Regions from separate parts of the Mus musculus genome. Here all the other regions are linked to region 2. Evidence: chromatin contacts called from public Hi-C and HiChIP or PLAC-seq data. All regions are on one chromosome and are shown on one strand. The core of a region is the stretch at or near the end of the contact, and the rest is flanking DNA. Distances in the headings are between cores, read along the strand shown.

Region 1 (4,112 bases), core at 166-2,665, 64 kb after region 2:
AAGAACAGCACCAACAACAAGGTGTCTCTTTGCCCAATGCCAGGGGGATTTTCTTTTTCTTTTTTAAAGAGAGTGTCTCATGTACTCTTGAAGTCTAGGCCGGCCTTGAACTTCTGATCCTCCTGCCTCCAGCTTCTGAGAGCTGGATCACACATGTCCTCTCCCATGCCTAGTTTATGAGGTGCCGGGGATTGAACTCGGGGCTTCCTGCATGCTAGACAGACACTCTATCAATTGAGCTCTATTTCCAGCCTCCATCAGGCATTTTGTCATAGGACCAACACAGTCCTTTAAGCAATAACAGCCATCAAAATATGCTCATTGATCCCATTTTGTGCCTGGTGCTATTGTAGGCACTGACTTTTAGTAGTGAGTGGGAAAGATGGGTTCCAACCTGTAGAGCTCCTGGTTTGATGGTGAGACAGCTATCAGGCACCAGCCCATGTCATCAGCTGATCTAGCATGGCTGCACACCGGGTGTGATGGCGCACGCCTTTAATCCCAGCACTCGGGAGGCAGAGGCAGGCAGATTTCTGAGTTCGAGGCTAGCCTGGTCTACAAAGTGAGTTCCAGGACAGCCAGGGCTACACAGAGAAACCCTGTCTCGAAGAAAAGGAAAAAAAAGGATAGTTTTAGCATGGCTGCAAGCCCAAGACCATTGTAAAAGAAAAGGATGTTGTGGAAGACTTCCTATAGGAGGAGGTACCAAAGCTCATGCCAAGAAGGAGTTGTGAGCCATGTGAAGAGTTGAGCAGAGCTTACAAGACATGGGGACAGGCATTGTGACATCAAAGTAAAAGCCTGAGGCACTGGCAGAGAACAGGCAGGTGTTGTGCGGTTTATAGGGAGAGGATGGGAGGGCTGGGGAAGCTGGGGAAAGTAGCTTGTGGGTGCAGAGACTCGGGCTGAGACCTGGAGACTGGCTTTATTTAGGAGCCTTTGGCTGGGTGTAGTGGCTCCTGCCTGTAACTCAGATATGTAAGAGATGGAGGCAGGAGAATCAGGAGTTGAAGGACCACCTCAGCTTGGTGACTTTGAGGTCAGTCTGAGCTACATGAGACTGTCTTGAAGTTAGTCCATCAGCAAGTGAGAAAGCAAGCAAGCTTGGTTGGAGCAAGCAAGCTTGGTTGGAGGGCCGCTCAGAGGGAGGCAGAGGTGCAGGCTGGGCACCATGAGAAAAAGGCAGTGGAGAACACAGTTTGCTGTTGGGGTCCTATCCTTGCTGTTATGTTTCAGACAGTGATTGTCTGGATTGATGGAGAGGCGGGGGCAGGGAGGGAAGTATGAGAGACCCCGTGATGCCATGGAGTCTTGGAAGACTAGGGGCAGGGGTTCTGGCAGTCTTTCAGTGGATTTAGGGTACCTCGCTCATCAGCAACTTAGAGGAGGAAGCTGTCTGCAGCCACCGGGGTGGCAGAGGAAGTGAACAGAAGCCCTGCCTTCCACCTCCGGAACCTGTCTGCGTTGGGAACCTGGTCACCCTCTAAGCTAGTGGGCTCCATTTCCTGATTTGAAAAGAAGCAGCGGGTGAGTGCATCTAATCTTTGGCCTGTGGGGTCCCTGAGCTATTAGAATCTTCTACCTGTTCACATGTCCGGGTAGTGGACCTCAGAGAGGAAGGTGGAGAGGTTCCTTGAATAGAAACCCAGAGGCACATCTCAGCTGGGAGCTCACAGTCAGGGGGATCTGCCAAAGGGGAGCCCCACATCCAGCCACGTTGCTGAGGCCATTGCATCATTTTACTGAGGATCTGTGAGACCCGTCCCCACAGGAAAGCTCTGACTACCTCCCCCACAGCCAGATGAGCAGTTTTCAGACCAGAGCCACTCAGAGCTTTACCGCATGAGAGAAAGCCGAGTTCCCCACCATGAAGAAACTGCTGTTTGGGGCAGGGAAGGAACCCACCTGGGACCGGTCACCAGAGGCAGTTTCAGGTCTATGTGTACTTGGCTGGACACAGGGTCTAGCTTCTCCCTGTAGAGTTGCATCAGAGTCAAAGAGAGAGCGTGCTGGCCTATAGTCACCCAGTCTGAGTAGGAGGAGCTGGCTGGGGCCCAGGCTCCCCACCCCAGCCCAACTCTCTTTTCTCTTGCTCAGTTTGTGGGGTTTGGAACTCATTCCCAGGGGGCTCTGGCCTTTTGCTCCTGGCTTCAGGGTAGGACTCAGTTTCCCAAGGTTCCCAGGCTGTAGCCAGTTTGAGGATGGTGGCTCTCAGCACCGCCCCCCCCCCCCCCCCAGTGCCTCTTCTTCAGCACAACTCTCAGGTTCCTTGTTGTGAATTTCCTTCCAGTTTGACCCCAGACCTCCAGTATCCCAGTGAGCCTGGGAATCCCAGGCTCGTGCAGAGGCTGAACGAGGGACATAAGGGAAGAGTCAAAGGTGGCCATGCGGCAAATGAAACTTCCAGAGGGGAAGTGTGGGCGGAAGAACCAGAAGTAGGTTAGGGAACCAGAAGGGGGCCATTAGCTTCTGAATCTGATCCTTGCTGGGTACGGGCAGGCCTGACAGTGCTCATCACGAAGCTGGCTGTGGGGGATGGGAAGGTGGGGTGGGATGGGACTGCTGGTCTCAGTCTCAGGCCTGACACTGCGCATTGCATTGTGAGGCTGGGGCGGGGGCGGGGAAGACACGACACACTGCTGGTCTCAGGCCCATCACGAGGACGAGGAGGGACTGCTGGTCTTTCACAAGGAGCACGAGCTCTGGGCTTCGTGAGCAAAAGCCCTGACAGACCACACCCCAAGTCTGGGGGTGCGGAGCCAATTGGCGAAAGACTCATTCAAAACTGGAGGCTGGATGGGCCAGCCTCCCTCTGTGAGGCAAGCTAACATGGATTGGGGAACACGTCTGGGTGGCTTTGGCCTTCAGCCTGGTCCACCCCATCTACATCTGGGAGAGTCTGGTCTGTTTTTTACCTGTCTTGGATTCAGGGACCCTGAAGGGATGGATGGACGGCCACTTCACCCCACTGGTGGGTGCTTACCCTCATACAGATTAACCCAGAGCTCCCTTCCCACACTTGTCTGATGCTCTGTGGAAACTGGGGTGCTGACCTGGATGTAGAGAGAGGGTTGAGGTTCCTGGCCAGGCTTCCATGTGCCTGGCTGGCAGGGAACTTGCTTGCTTCCCAAGCTTTTGCCCAGGCTGTGCCCTCAGCCTGTGCGTTTTTAACCTTCCTTGTCGTGAGAAAATATCTTGACAAAAGGAACTTAAGAAAGGGAGGTTTTCTTTAGCTTCCACTTTGAAAGCACAGCCCCTTCAGAGGGAGCAGGAGGCCACTGGCCAAGCTGCATCGGAAAGAGGAGAGACAAATGAGGTTTCTCAGTTTGTTCTCTTCAGTTTCATTCAGCCCAAGATCAGCCCATGGGACAGCACTTTCCTTCTTACACTGAGGGAATCTAGGCATGCCCAGAGCTTTGCCTATCAGGTGAGTCTAGATCCTGCCAAGGCAAAAATCAGGATAAATCACCACAGCCAGCCTGGTAACTTGTCTGCCCCTGCAAGGTTTGGTTGACTTCAGGTGTCTCACACCAGGCTTCATTCCTCACACTTGGCCCTCAGTGTCTTGCCCACTCAGTGTCGGACTCCCGTCCTCCATCCATCTCTCCCAGTCTGAATGAAAGAATGAACACATGGTGAGCCTTGGCCTTAGAGACAGTAATGCACTCTCCTGTCTCTTCCAGGGAAGGCAAGGAAGAAGATGGAGTTAGAGTTCCTCTATGACCTGTTGCAGCTCCCAAAGGAGGTAGCTCAGCCCACGGAGGAAGAGCTTCCACGAGGTCCTGGTCCTAGTGGGACAGAGTTGTTGGATCAGGGGAGGGGGATAATGTGTGACCAGCTAACTAGAACAAGACAGGTTGTATCTGGTGACCACTCATGTATCCATCCATGTATCCATCCACCCATCCATCCATCCATCCATGATCCTTCCATCCATCTACCCATTCATTCATCCATCCATTTATCCATCCATCCATCCATCCATCCATTCATCCTTCCATCCATTCTTCATCCATATATTCATCCATCCACCCACCCATCCACCATCCATTCATCCATCCACCATCCATCCATCCATTCACTCACCAGCCATCATCCATCCATCATCCATC
Region 2 (3,909 bases), core at 119-2,618:
TCTTTTTGAGACAGGGTCTCTCTATGTAGCCCTGGCTGTCTTGGAATTCGCTGTGTAGACCAGGCTGGCCTTGAACTTACAGAGATCTGCCTGCCTTCGGAGTGCTGGGATCAAAGCAACGTGCCCCCCATGCCCTTGTTTGTTTCTGTAGGACTGTGGCAATGAGGCACCAGAACCTCATTAGTTAGAACGGGAGTCTGTGTGTTGCCTTACAGCCCTGAACGTCATCAGTCAGGATCAGGGCTGGGCTTTCCAGCCTTCTGGAGGCTTCGATGAGTTTTCATCTCTGACCTCTTCCAGTTCTGAAAGGACCCGTGCTGTCCCCGCCATCCCCCCAGCCATCAGCACACTGCATCTCCCAGTCTGTCTCTGTTCCAGGCTTCTCTTCCTGCCTGGAGACCCCATGGGGTTGCTTGTACTACCCAAGCTAACTTCAGTATACATTCATTTTTTTCATCACAGAAGGGGAAGCACCATGCAACCATAAAAGATGTAGGAGAAAGAGGTCCAGGGAGTTACAGCGAGAATCCCCAGGCAGGAATGATGGCAGATGCCTGTAATCCCACTCAGCAATTGGACCAATGAGGCAGGAGAAGGCCTGTGAGTCTGAGGCTAGCCTGGGCTACGTATCAAGATTGTTCTCCAAAGACCAAAATAGGGAAAATAACTGCAAATAAATGATTGATTAAAGCTGCAGATTGCTGGCCCAGTTGCTCCTGAACTCACTGAGGATTAGCCAGCTGTTCTCTGAGCAGTTTGCTCTCTGCCTGATGCCCTGAGGAGCCAGGAGACAAGCAGGTGACACGCCTGCCCTTTACAGAAGTGATGGCAGCTAAACCTTTGGCGCAGATGTGCCAAACTGTGACAATGCCTCGAAGAAAGGAGCTGTCAAGGGAGGCCAATGTGTTGGGGAAGTGCGTGGGATCCGTGGGTTCCAAGAGTGTCAGGGGCAGGGAGCGTGTCTACATAGGCTCTTAGCCCTGGCTCCTCATCTGCCAAGCTTGCAGAGTCCAGTGCTAGTGTTCTGAGCACCCCTCCCCCCGTCCCCGCCCCCCAACCCAGGTCTTTGCTTTTTATCTCAGCCAAAGAAGATTAAACTGGACCTGCCTCCCGAACGAAGTCTCGTCAGACAGCCATAGTACAGATGACCACTAGAGGGCGCCATGTACATAGCGTTCCTGCTCTCAGCCCAGTTTGGGGGCGGGGGGAGTGGTTCTCCCCGTGGCAGGTGTACAGTAGAGCTCTTTTGTTGTTGTTGTTAATGGCTTAATGATTTAATCTTCTTATTTTCTCAGCAGAACCGCTTTGGACTTCTGGGTATGTGGGAACATTACCGATCAGATTAATTACCGCTGGTTCCACAGCTGGGAAGCGGGCCTCGCCGGCTCCGCTGAGGAGTGACTCTCCTGCTGCCATTTCTGCTCTCATTCCTGTTCTACACAGTGCATTTCTCTATCTGTATTGAGCTTGACCAGGCTTGTTCTGCCGCTTCGAGCGACCAGCAGATTTCATTCCCAGTCTGCCTTGGTGAGCAAGCAACCTGTATAGCTTTCTCAGAGGGATGGCACGATGTGTGTTCACCACCGGCAGGGAAATCTGCATTTTGCTCTTTTGCTGTTTATTTGTTTGTTTGTATTTGGGGTGTTGCACGCTCTTCTCTCTCCGAATTCTTCTGCACCTCCCCCCAACCATGATTAAAATCACTTGTCGAAAGGCAGTGGAATTGATTGAAAGGAAGTGGGATCAAAAGCAACCCTTCCTAAGTTGGGGACTCCAAGGCTTGCGGCAAAAGGCCTGCTGTGTGGCCTGGGGTTAAGAGTCATTGATCATCAGCACCTGAGCTGAGGGTCTGAGCCAAGAGAACAGATGATGATCAGGGGAGCCCTTCTGTGCGGGGCTGGGGTGTAGGGTGCAGCTTCAAAAGCAGGGAATCAAGTCATAGGGCTGAAGTCCTCTAGACTAGCCAGTATGCTGTGTGACTCTGCAGTGGTGACACTGGCTGGACATGGTGTCACATACTGTAGTCCCAGCACTTTGGGAGGCCCGAGGCAGGAGGATTGAGAGTTCCAGGACAGCCTGAGCCACCGGGCTGGCTAGTTTTATGACAACTTGACACAAGCTATAGTCATCTGGGAGGAGGGAACCTCAATTGGAAAAAGGTCTCCATAAGGTTGGGCTGTGGGCAAGCCTATTAGAGCATTTTCTTAATTAGTGATTGATGGGGGAGGGCAGTGATTAGTGATTGTGGGCAGGGCCATCCCCAGGCTGGTGGTCCTGGGTTCTATAAGAAAGCAGGTTGAGCAAGGCAGGGGAAGCAAGCCAGTAAGCAGCACCTCTCCATGGCCTCTGCATCAGCTCCTGCCTCCAGGTTCCTGTCCTGCCTGAGTTCCTGTCCTGACTTCCTTCAGTGAGGGACTATGATCTGGAGGCATAAACCAAACCAGCCCTTTCGCCATAGCAATAGTAACCTTAACTAAGACAGTGTCCAAAAGGAAGGACTAGGGACGTAATTCAATGGCAGAGCATTTGCCTAGTGTGTGTGAGTCCCTGGGTTTGACCCTAGCGGCAACCTGGGGTACCTGAAGTTGAGGTTCCAGCAGTCTCTGACCTTCCCCAGTGGCCTGTGCTGTTTGCTGGCCCTCACTGCTCCATAGCTGTGGTCCACACTTCCTTTCCCCCTGGACTGGGCCTGCATTTTCAGCTTTACCACAGCCCTTTGAGCTTAGATGGCCCTGAGCCTCCCATAGGCACTGTGCTGGTTTGAGTCTGACACCTGCTCTTTGCAGGGACTTTGGAGGGCCTGTGCCTCTGCAGCGTCGTCTGCAGCCAGGGATGAGCCATGCTTCATCCTGCTTATTCCCGTAGCCTTGGTGTGCATGTGCGGAGATCTTACAACCCACACCTCAGGAGCCTGGGCAGAGATTCCAGGAGCTTCCGAATTGGTTGAGCCTCGTCTTTAGGGTGGGTGTTTGACATCTGGGTCCTTTGAGAATTGGTGACGTTGGTACCTGCTCTCCGAATCCCCTGAGCATTGTTTGGTGAGGTCCTCTGCCCTTGGCACTGGCTTCCAAGCTGAGCCTTCCAGAACATGGATTTGACTCAGTTCTCTTCAGGTGAGCTCAGGTGAAGTGAGTAAGTGCCCAAATGTGGCCCAGCTATGTGATGGGGTGAGGAGTAGGGGCAGAGAGACTTAAATCTTATCCTTAGCCACTCTCCATGTAGCGGAAAGTTGTTACAACGGCCCTGTGATCCTGCCTACCTACTATTATCTGTCCCCTGTGGTAAGAGATGCGGTGTCCACAGCTGTTCCGTGAGGCTTTCCTCCCTGTTTCTCTGTCTGGATTGTAGGGACCTTCAGAACTGGAAGATGACTTCCGGGCATGCATAGGCAGATGGGAAATTCTGGATGCAGTTCCAACAGTAACTGTGGGACGTGGTGCCAGGGAGGATGCCCAGGCTGAGTAAAGGCACCGTGGTCTGAGCTCTTAGGGGAGGCAGTGTCTGCCAGAGGGGGCAGAACAAGAGGTGCTAGAAAAGTCAGTTGGCTGGGGACACTGTGGCAGGTGTGGACCGGATTCTGGAGGCAGAGGAGGACTGTGCTGGGGGGATGGACTGGATGGGTCAGTGGTTAGGGAGCACACTGGCTTGGGTTAGAGGAGGGCAAACCCAAGGTGTTAGAGACCAGTCAAAGCTCACATCTGGCTGACAATGGGCTCACCTCCAGAATTCTCCCTGTTGTGTTTAGGGCAGTGGTTCTCAACCTTCCTGATGCTGCGACCCTTTAATACAGTTCCTCATGCTGTGGTGACCCCCACCCCCGCAACCACCAAATTATTTCATCGCTACTTCATAACTGTAATTTCGCTCCTGTTATGAATCATAATGTAAATATCTGATATGCAGGGTATC
Region 3 (3,743 bases), core at 527-3,026, 130 kb after region 2:
AAATCCAACAGAGCCAGCAGGCTGCTTATTAAAGCAGGGATTGCAAAGATAAATACATTTCTCACTCTTTGAGCCATCCGATCAACTTATAAGGCCAGTGACATTCATCTCCCACAGCTTGACTATATATCTTGGCTTGAAACAGTTCCAGAGAACACCTGTCATTGAACATAATTTTTAAAATACCCTTTAGCCTTCCAAAGTACTCTGATTTGAGTGAAAATATATCTTTGTGTAATGAGCTAACAATTGTTCAAAATGAATACAGATGCCATTCATATGAATTAAAAAAAAATCCCACTGCACCTCTTGGACCCACACTTTTGGACAGGTCTCCATGGCTTTGGGCCAGATCAAGTCATGGAAAAGAACCCAAGGCTTCCCTGGATAAGAGATGAGCCAGAAGACCAGTGTGTAAGAGCGAGGATGTAAGAGAGGCCTGAAGACTGAGGACTGCGGCCGTGACTGGCTGAGCCAGGCTGCAGGCAGGACAACAGGGGGCACAGACAAACTCATCTATGCCTGCATCACACATCACCATGCTAAGGACAACTACCCAAAGCCAGTGAGCTGGCTCAATGATAAGGGTGTTTGTTCCCATGCCTAATAACCCTCACAGTGAAAGGAAGACTCAACTCTCAAAAGTTATTCTCTGACTCTTACACATGACTGCAGTACACACACACACACACACACTCAGAAAGAGAGACAGAGAGAGAGAGACCCACAAAATAATGAAATGAATGTAATTTTAAAACAACCCAAACAATAGCAACAACAACAAAAAAAACCAGCTACCCGATTGCAGATCCCTGTTTTCCCAGAAACCTTTGCAGGTGAGGGTAACCACACGATGGGGTGACTGGAACAGGGAAGTCAAAGTCTACCCAGTTACAAGAGGGCCAAAGTGATTAACTGTTTCCTTGTCCTGTACTTCCAGGGCCTAGAATGGCAACCAGTATACGTAAGACCCAATAAATATCTGTTAAATGCATGAATAAAGCAAGCGATATAGAAGCCGGGCAAGGGGATCATCTTTCAAGCATGAGGTCAGCAGAAAGATTTGCTTGATATGTTTTTAAATCGCTGTCCCCATGAACCCTTGGATAAATCCCTAGCAGACAGGCACAGGCGTGAGAGGGCACACAGGAGGCTCTCACTCTAGGAGCATGTTTGAAAAAGCCCAGGGGTTCTGACAAGAACACAAGAGAACTAGAATGAAAACAGGGAAGTGGTATAAATAACAGATCGTAGGAGGGGCGAGGTGAGGAGGAGGCGGTTTAGATAAACGAGATCTGACTCATTTAGAGTTGGGGGTCTGAAGGATTCTTCAGAAGAATAAGTCAAATCAGAAGTATGAAGGTGCTGAGGACAAAAGTTTGGGAGATAACAGGAGAGGAAGACTAAGTCAGCCAGTACTGACATTGTTCATTGTGGGGAGAAAAGAAACACCATATCAAGAAATAAATGATTAAGCCCATCACATCCCATTATAATTATGGAGGTAACCATGGCACCCAAACACAGCTTTCCGAGTGATCAGAAGACATTTACACGGAAAATAAAACAAAGAAAACCCAGGCCATATGGGGGAAATTGACAGCCCCCACCAAAGCTATAAACGCAAAAATGTATCATAAACCAGGACGACAGAAATGGGACTGAGTGTGTTTGCTGCAGCAGTAGACATTAATGAGCCGTACGAGCTAGCTAAAAAAGAAAAAGACGCTTAGTGGGGATTGCAGAGACATTTCACTTCAGGCCAAGTGACTCAGAAAGGCCCACACTTCAAGCCACTGGAGCCCACGCTTCAGAATGGTCAGGTGGTTAAGTTCTGCTCAGTGTACTCTACCCCATTTCAGAAGATACACAGTTGCAAACCAGGAGGAGCTGAAGGTCATGGTTGGAACAGCAGACAAAGGTGAAGTTGGGTTTAACTGGGCAGAGCCCTGTTGGATGCTTTCACACACACACACACACACACACACACACACACACACACACACACACACACACACAGAACCCTGACACAAGTGTATAAGTGTTGTTGAAGAAGTGTATACATTTCAAAAACCAGAATTAAAACATTATCTGGTCACAATGCCACCAAATTTGAATAAACAACACAAGTCAGGTCTAAGAGGTGTTAGCGGCTCACACTTATAATCTTAGCTTTCAAAACACACTTTGAGGCCAGCCTGGGCTACACAGCAAGACTCACACAAAGAAACAAACAGACAAGCAACTGGGGTTTAGCTGGTGCAGTGCTTGCCATACAAGCATAAGAACCTGAGTTCAGAGCCCCAGCATCCAAGTAAAAAATACTAGGTGCCACGGCACGATCTTGTAGTCCCAGAACTGAGGAGACAGGAAGGAGGACCCCTCGACTTGCTGCCCATCCAGTCTAGCCAAATGGGTGAGCTCCAGGTTCAGTGAGAGACCCTGTCTCAAAGAGTAAGGTGGAAAGCGATTAGGGAAGACACGTGGTGTTATCCCATAGCCTCCACGTGCATGTGCACACACATGCACACATATAGAGGTGAGAACACACTCCAGAGAAAAACAACAAAACAAAATAAAGTCTACTGCCACAAATGTTATAAACTCTTTAAAATAATTCCTGAGTCAAAAAGTGTGAGAGGGGCTGGAGAATGGGCTCAGCAGTTAAGAGCACTGGCTGTTCTTCCAGAGGTCCTGAGTTCAATTCCCAGCACCCACATGGTGGTTCACAACCATATGTAATGGGATCCAATGCCCTTTTCTAGTGTATCTGAAGACAACTACAGTGTACTCATACATAAAATAAATAAATAAATCTTTTTTAAAAAAATGAGCAAGAGAGTGAAGAATAGAAACTGCAAAACACCAGGCAAGGAAAGCGGGAGTTTCAAAAGTGGTCAAAAGTGAAAATAACATCTCCAAATCTGAGTGGTGCAGCCAAAGCTGCACTGAGAGGTGGTTTCATAGCCTTAGATAAACCCTTCAGAAACACGAAAACACAAGTGGATCACTACACTCAAACAGACAGGACAAAAAGCAAACAAAACCAACAAAACCGAGGAAGTCACAGGAAGCTAGAAAGAGATTTAAAAAACATCAGCCCAAAGATGAAGCTCATAAGCAAATCTAGCTGCTGGTTCTTTGGAGAGCAATGAGCCATGTGAACGGCTAGGGATTCCAACACAGCAGAAGTTGGGAGAGACAAAAGGGAACATGGTAGCTGGCAAAGGAGGACCGCATGCTTTCTGTCCAACTCCAATCTCCAACTAGACTGACGCTCCAGAGACTCCCACGCTGCCAAATCTGTGATCATCAATTACCAACTCCGGCACTGGCCTAGTGGTGTCACCTCAGTGATGCCGCCTGCTTTAGGATGCTCCTGACCTTTCTCCTGATTCTTCCTGGTTTCCGAGGATGCTGCTGCCCAGGTCCCTGATGGCAACCTTCCCAGACATCTTCGTCTCAGACTGTATTTCCAGTCACCTTCAGCCTCAGTGTTTTCTAAGGACTTCAAACATAACCTACATGGTACTGTTCTATTTTGTTTTCTGATGCTGTAATAGACACCATGACCAAGACTGACTTGGAGGGGAAAGAGTTTACCCTAGCTTATGGGTTGTAGTTCCTCACGGAGTGAAGCCAAGGCAGGAACTCAAGGCAGGAGCTTGAGGCAGAAACAATGCTGCTTAGTGGTTGCTCCAGTCTCAACTCCAGCTACCCTCCTTACTCAGCCTATGGCCCCT

Evidence for each region. Hi-C and Micro-C count contacts between places; a contact is called where the count stands out from the background. HiChIP or PLAC-seq counts read pairs in DNA pulled down with a chosen protein or histone mark.
Region 1: a contact with region 2 is called in an H3K4me3 HiChIP or PLAC-seq map of bone marrow-derived macrophages, with 2.4 times the contacts expected there. The contact joins the promoter of Parvg here to the enhancer-like site in region 2. A contact is called at or near these places in 1 of 39 promoter capture datasets (macrophages), 2 of 484 Hi-C or Micro-C datasets (DN3 thymocytes and brown adipocytes), 1 of 115 datasets of contacts at active chromatin or transcription factors (bone marrow-derived macrophages) and 3 of 9 other capture datasets (adipose tissue, liver and pancreatic islet).
Region 3: a Hi-C map of cortical neurons shows a contact between it and region 2, with 2.3 times the contacts expected there. The contact joins two enhancer-like sites. A contact is called at or near these places in 3 of 484 Hi-C or Micro-C datasets (the N1E-115 cell line, cerebellar granule neurons and cortical neurons), 1 of 115 datasets of contacts at active chromatin or transcription factors (large pre-B cells) and 3 of 9 other capture datasets (adipose tissue, embryonic stem cells and liver).

The regions. Positions count from the first base shown.
Region 1 is chr15:84,323,305-84,327,416 of GRCm38.p6, forward strand. Parvg (parvin, gamma) reads left to right here and starts at 1,416. Exons shown (of 13, transcript NM_022321.4): 1 at 1,416-1,527; 2 at 3,684-3,779. The coding sequence starts at 3,701. Gm22890 (a small nucleolar RNA gene) reads right to left here and starts at 48; the gene lies at 1-48.
Region 2 is chr15:84,259,348-84,263,256 of GRCm38.p6, forward strand. The region is part of intron 1 of Parvb (parvin, beta); the gene reads left to right. Among named protein-coding and RNA genes, the nearest start is that of Gm33723, 21 kb to the left of the region's middle. Within about 2 kb of position 1,369, at least 25 of the 459 cell types and tissues checked have an H3K27ac peak or open chromatin away from gene starts, as enhancers often do. A contact at or near this core is called in bone marrow-derived macrophages and cortical neurons, where this site is marked.
Region 3 is chr15:84,384,600-84,388,342 of GRCm38.p6, forward strand. All of the region lies in intron 4 of Shisal1 (shisa like 1), which reads right to left. Among named protein-coding and RNA genes, the nearest start is that of Gm46527, 44 kb to the right of the region's middle. Within about 2 kb of position 1,777, at least 4 of the 459 cell types and tissues checked have an H3K27ac peak or open chromatin away from gene starts, as enhancers often do. A contact at or near this core is called in cortical neurons, where this site is marked.